Linked DNA regions of Mus musculus: region 2 is linked to region 1. The links are chromatin contacts, called in public HiCAR-type maps. All regions are on one chromosome and are shown on one strand. The core of a region is the stretch at or near the end of the contact, and the rest is flanking DNA. Distances in the headings are between cores, read along the strand shown. Region 1 holds the start of Mtcl1 (microtubule crosslinking factor 1). Region 2 holds the start of Tmem200c (transmembrane protein 200C).

Region 1 (2,858 bases), core at 248-2,747:
CAGGGAAGCCAGGGGATCCCGGGTCGGCTTCCGAGACACACCTGCCACCCCGGCTGCTGCTCACCTTGAGGTAGTCGTTCTCCGAGCGCAGTTCCTCCATCTCCCTCAGCAACTCCTCTTCCTCAGCCACCACCAAGAGCCGGGGCTGTTCGCCCAGGCTAGGCTCCTTGGAGGTCCCCAGAATCGTCCGCTCCGGTGGCGCTCGGCCCCCAACATCCTCCTGAGAACCGGGTCCCGGGGACCCTGTGGAGGCCCCGCCTGGGCTGCTTCGGCCCCCGAGACAGGCACTGGCGACAGGGGGCGCCGCGAGCAGGATAGGGGGCTCGGGGCTGCCCGGCGGCGGCCCGCGGGATCCGGAGCTCGGAGTGGGTGCTCCGCGTATGGGTTCCCGGTCACTGGAGCCGGTGCCCGACTCAGCGTCGCTGCTGGCGGCGGGGAGTAGGCGCTGCTCATCAGACAAGGGTTCGGAGGCGCAGTCGGAGAGATCCGAGCTGCTGTCCGTGTGGTTGATACGACAGCCAGCCACCGAGGTCACAGAGAGGGTCACGGCGGGGACCCGGGAGGCGCGAGCCGGGGGCACGACGGCGCGAGCTGGAGGCGTCCCGGGGCCGCGCTTGGTTTTGCGACCCTTCGCGACGGCAGGCGGTGGCTCGGCCCCAGTCGGCCTCCCAACCCGGGACAGTGGCTCCGCCGGCCCCGCGCGCGCCGCCCTCCTGGTCCCCGGGACGGCCTTAGCGCCGCCCGCCGACCTGGCTCCGGCGCCCGGCGGCGGCTTGTCCTTCGCGCCGGGGACTACACCGCTGCGTCGGGAGAGGCGACCGGGCGCGGCCGGGGGCCCGGGCGACGGCGGCGCCTTCCCGGCAAGGCTAGGCGAGCGAGGAGCCGCGGGAGTCGGGGCACGGCCCGCAGAGGGGGTGGCCGTGGCGGGCCGCGTGTGCAGGTCCTTGAGGAAGGGTCTGGCGGGCGAGGGTGCGCGGTGCAGCCGCCTCCTCTCGGCCAGCGGGTGCAGGTGGTGGTGGCGGTGATGCTGGCCGGCTGGCTGCGGCTTGGTGTCCGGGGCGCCGCCGCCCGCGGGGCCGTTCAGCGTCTCCATGGCCCGGGCGGCGGCTGCGATCCGCAGCTCAGGCGGCAGATGCTCCGGGCGGCGGCGGCGGCGTGCAGCCTCCCCGCGCGCCCGGTCATCACTGACCCCCTGCCCCGCCCGGCGTGCACCCTGCGCTCCCGCCGTCCCCTCCCCCGCACTCAGCCGACCCGGGGGAGTGTGTCCCCTCGCTCAGGTCAACGGCGCTCGGATCCTCCTGGCACAGCCGCCACGGCCGCTCGCATCCCCTGCACCGTGCGTTCAGAGAGCTGAAGTGGCCGCCACCGCGGCCTCGCACAAAAACACTTGTCTGGCGACGCGCGCCCGGCTCCCGAGTTCCGCTCCCCGCCCACTGCCAGTCCGCGGGGGATCGGCAGCCACGGCTTCTGCTCGGCTGCTCCGGCGGAGAGAAGCTGCTGCACGCGCGTCCCCCTCCGTCCCCAGCCCGACGCGCACGCCCCGCCTCCTGCTAGCGGGACGGGGAGGGGGCGGGGCGGGCAGGAGGCGGGGCTGCAGCTCGGGGGACGCGGGAGACGCAGAGCCCGAGTGCCCACGCGTCCACGCAGCAGAGGACCACTCTTTGCCTTTGGATGTACTGGGGCTACCACCCTGAGCCGGCTAGGAAGGGAAGAAGCTGGGGTGAAGGGAGGGAAGAGGGCGGGCATCGGCCACTTGGGGACACTTCAGGTGCAGGCGGGGTAGAGGGCCCCTCTGCGGTGGGTGCCAGCCTTCTCTCTGTTCCACCCAGCCCCCTCTATCTGACTCCTGCCTCCCCTCTTCGCTTCGCTGCCCACCGCTCTCCCCAGAGCTTCTTTAAGGATTCCTGGTACCGGATGCAGCGTCAGGACCGACACAGCGCTCCACAGTTGGCACCCCCAGTGGCCTGGGCAGCTCTGAAAGGGAGGAGCCGCTGTAGAAATCGGAGAAGCAGCTCGTCAAGCCGGGGTCTGAAAGGGAGCTCACATTTATAGTTCCGGCGACCTTGCTCCAGGCACTGCTTCTACTCGCATGATGACAGTCCCGAATTCGAAATCCTGTTTTCAGAAGGAGACATGGGCACGAGGAAGTGAAGTGGCTTGTTTGAACTCCGGGGCTGAGCGGGGATTCAAACCTAGGTCTACCGGAGTCTCAGCAGTACACGTTTGCCTTAGAGCACCAAGGAGCCTGAGGGTTCCGCTCCGTGGGCAAGGTACTTGACCTTTTGGGTCTCCGATTCCCGCCTCACCTGTAGAATCAGAGAAAACCGAATGTAGATGTATTCTGATTAACTGAGCAAAGAGAAGGACTCACCCGTCCACTGTAAAGTGCTTTTGACAGATGTTCCGTGTGGTTTATATCCCAGGCTTTGGATGTTGGGCAATAAGCGCCCCGAGGACAAGTCTAAGTTGTCCTCTATCTAGATTCGGGATTTGGGGAGCAGGGATGAACAAGAAGAAGACGCCAGCGGGGAAATCCTGTGTGTTTCCTGAAAGATGCTGGTCTTGAAGTTCACAGCACAGTTAAGTGGGACAGGGCTTAGACCTAAAGCTGTGGAGTGGAAAGTGAAGGATTCTGGTTGATCTTATTTGCTGAGAAAGATCCCAGAGCCGCAGGGTGGGGCAGAGGGCATGGTGTGGGTGACTGCATCCCGAAGCACGAGGAGAGTACAGACTTGAAATGTTAAAGGAAAATTGTACTCAAAGTCCGTGGTCTTAACGACAGAATGGCCTTCCGTAGCCCGAACCGTCAGAAGCTGCAGGAAATGGCTTTTTTTTTTTTTTTTTTTTTTTTGATTATA
Region 2 (2,858 bases), core at 197-2,696, 2.4 Mb after region 1:
ACATACTCTCTGTCCCCTTCCATCGCCCAACCACCTCTATCCCCACCTCATTAATTATCATGTATGCTTGGCTTCTCTAATGTTCTCTTGTTTGATATATGCTCAAGATACTGTGTGCCTTTAGAAAAACCTTGTGGCTAGATCTGTGGGTACCAGAGTCATCCTGCTAAATTCTTGAACAGTAAGCAGCACCCACCACAGTCGCCATTACAAGACCCTTGCCTGGATGCCTAATTTTCGGGAGCCTTGATTTTATCTGCCTTTCTCTTCCTCTCTGCCTGAATCCTAGCCACGTCATTTTAATAACTAATTGAAACCTGTCTAACTTTCTTAACACTCAGTGGGGAAATTCCATTTGAAAATTCTTTTCCCTGTCATTTCTACTATGTGCTTGAGAGAGAATGAAAATATGAAGATAAAAAATAGGATTTCTCTCTCCCTCGTGTGTGTGTGTGTGTGTGTGTGTGTGTGTGTGTGTGTGTGTGTTCTTCTCTGCTTTTCAAATGACATAGAGAGTTTGAGTAACCTCCCTACCCCCATTTCTCCTCTTTGAAGCTAACCCTGATTGCCATTCCCTAAGAACGTGTTTCTTTTTGAAGGCTTGGGTTACCCCAGAGGGTAGAGGGAGGGAACTGTAGGGCCTGCCTAAGCATCTTTCAGCCCATTCTAACCTCAGAAGAGACTCAAAGGCCCATATTCCAGGGAGCCCTTGAGGTCCCTTAAGGCCAGTTACACAGCCCAGTTCTGCTCAAGTGTGATAGCATTTGACAGAGGTTTATGTGAGTCCGGTGGTGAGAGCACCTAGTTTGTGAGCCCGCTCCGCTCCGCTCCGGCCCGTCCTGGCTTGGTTCGTTGGGGGGGGGGGGGCACTTACTGTGTTCTTGGGGCATCCACGCTGCAAACTCTCAAGTGTAGGTGGGGTAGGGGGCGAGGCTGTGTGCACTGTAATAAGAAAAAGGGAGAGCAGAGAGGATGGGAGCCTGAGGGACCAGAGACCTGAAGAATAATCCCTGTCTTCAGGGACAGCATCACTCAGATCCTGATGGGGAACTCCCTGGGAGGGGCTGGCGTTTCTCTGGATCCTCTTGGGTTAGGTGCTCAGACAGGTAGTTGGGGAAAGAGAACCAAGCTGTCAGCTGAGGCTGAAGGCGTTTCAGCTGCGTTCAGAACCTTGCCTTACACGATCGCGCCCCGACCTGGTTCAAGCACGCGGTGCAGGTGTCGCCTCCCCTGGTGCCCCTCTTGGGAAGGGGGACAAGTCGCTGTCGAAGGGACGGACGGCAGGCTGGAGAGGAGGCGGGGGAGGGGCTGGGGGTAGAGGGGGCGGGGCGGGGGGCGGGTGCCCCCCTGAGAGCCAAGCCGGGCCGGGTACCTACTGCCATCCTGCCGCAATTTCCCTGTGTCATGGCTCCGGTCTCTTAGCAACAGCCGCCAGTCCGGCCGCCCGGAGCAGCCGCCGCGGGCTCAACTCCACCCGGCGGAGCCCGGCGCGCCGCAGCCACACAAAAGAGGCGCAGGGCTGGAGAGCGCGCGGCCGCAGGGTCGGCAGTGTGCGCAGCGGGAGGGGACCGTGGCAACAGGGAAGGCGCGCCCGAGGGAAGAAGGGCTCCAGGCGGCGCGCGGGATGCGGAGGACCTGACACTTCTTGGAAACTCTTGGAAATGGCTTCCGCCACCGCGCCTGAGGGGACTGCGAGCCCCTGGCGCAGGTTCGTCCCCACCGGGCTGTCCAGCCGCTCTCGCTCCCGGGGCTCCGGGGCGCTGTCCCTGCGCTCCGCCGTCGGCTCGGGCTGAAAAGTTTCTCCATGGTTCTTTGTGTCTCCCGAGCTGCCCCGGTCTCCCTGGGTAAGTGAGCGATTATTGTTTGCTTAGAGTGCCTCCATTTTGAGCATTTCTGTCAATCCCCGGCCTCCGAGCGCCCTTCACTAGCCCTCCTGTCCCCGAGCCCAGGCCCCTTGGCCGGTGTTCTGAGTCAGGTGTTCTCCTGGGCGTGCTACCAGGACTGCGCTGCCCAGAAAAGGCGAGTTGGGGATTGCCTTCACTTCACTTGAGGCGGACTCGTAGCTGCTGCACTCATGTGACTAGACCAAAGCAAGGGCAAGAGACTCGCGGCCCTGAGGGCCAGGGGCCGGGGGTCGAGGACCTGGGTTGGGTGCAGGGCACAGCATCGCTCACAATCTGGGGCCCTAAGTCTTTGATGCTGGGTTCTATCCATCATGAGCAGAGAACTTGATTCTCTCTCTTGGAAGCAGTTGTATTTTTAGACATCCCTCATTTGATTTCCCCATCCTCCATTCCTTAACCAAGGCAGGACTCGCGCCAGGCAGCCAGTTGCAAAGGCAGACAGATCCACTGCTAAGTTTGTTTTCCTTCCTTTGGTCTAAGGAAAGCTTGGGGGGGGGGGGCTTTTCTGTGTCACCTGACCTCTGTCAGTATTCTGTGTCAGATCGTGATATGCTGAAAAGGAGTTCGTCTTTCAAGAGAGCTGGAAGAATAATAAACTAGGGAATAATTAGAAGCTATTAAACTAATTTTAAACATCTTCTGTAAACCTTGTTAAAATCTATTCCAACTTTTCTTATATTCTGCTGGATGTAAAGCTGGCTTGCAGAAGAGGAATGCAGAAAGGTGCCTCTTTCATGACATCCAGCTCCCGGGGGGCATCTCTCTTCAGAGAGCCACCCTGGCTGCTGAAGCTGGCTTTGTTTCTAAAATGCCTAGACCTTAAAGTCTCTTGAAGCCAATCTAGACTTCAAGACTATTAAAGACCTGGAGCCTACAGTTCAACTAAAGCAGCAAATTTTATGTTGCGACATACAATAAGTATAAACATGTGGGGCGAGTATATTTGGTGTTTAT

What was found. HiCAR-type assays count read pairs that join an accessible place to other places.
Region 2: a contact with region 1 is called in a HiCAR-type map of astrocytes, with 7 times the contacts expected there. The contact joins the promoter of Tmem200c here to the promoter of Mtcl1 in region 1. A contact is called at or near these places in 1 of 39 promoter capture datasets (liver) and 1 of 115 datasets of contacts at active chromatin or transcription factors (astrocytes).

What each region holds. Positions count from the first base shown.
Region 1 is chr17:66,448,253-66,451,110 of GRCm38.p6, forward strand. It overlaps Mtcl1 (microtubule crosslinking factor 1), which reads right to left and starts at 1,498. Exons shown (of 14, transcript NM_172963.4): 1 at 65-1,498. The coding sequence starts at 1,093.
Region 2 is chr17:68,835,690-68,838,547 of GRCm38.p6, forward strand. Tmem200c (transmembrane protein 200C) reads left to right here and starts at 1,447. Exons shown (of 2, transcript NM_001206661.1): 1 at 1,447-1,844.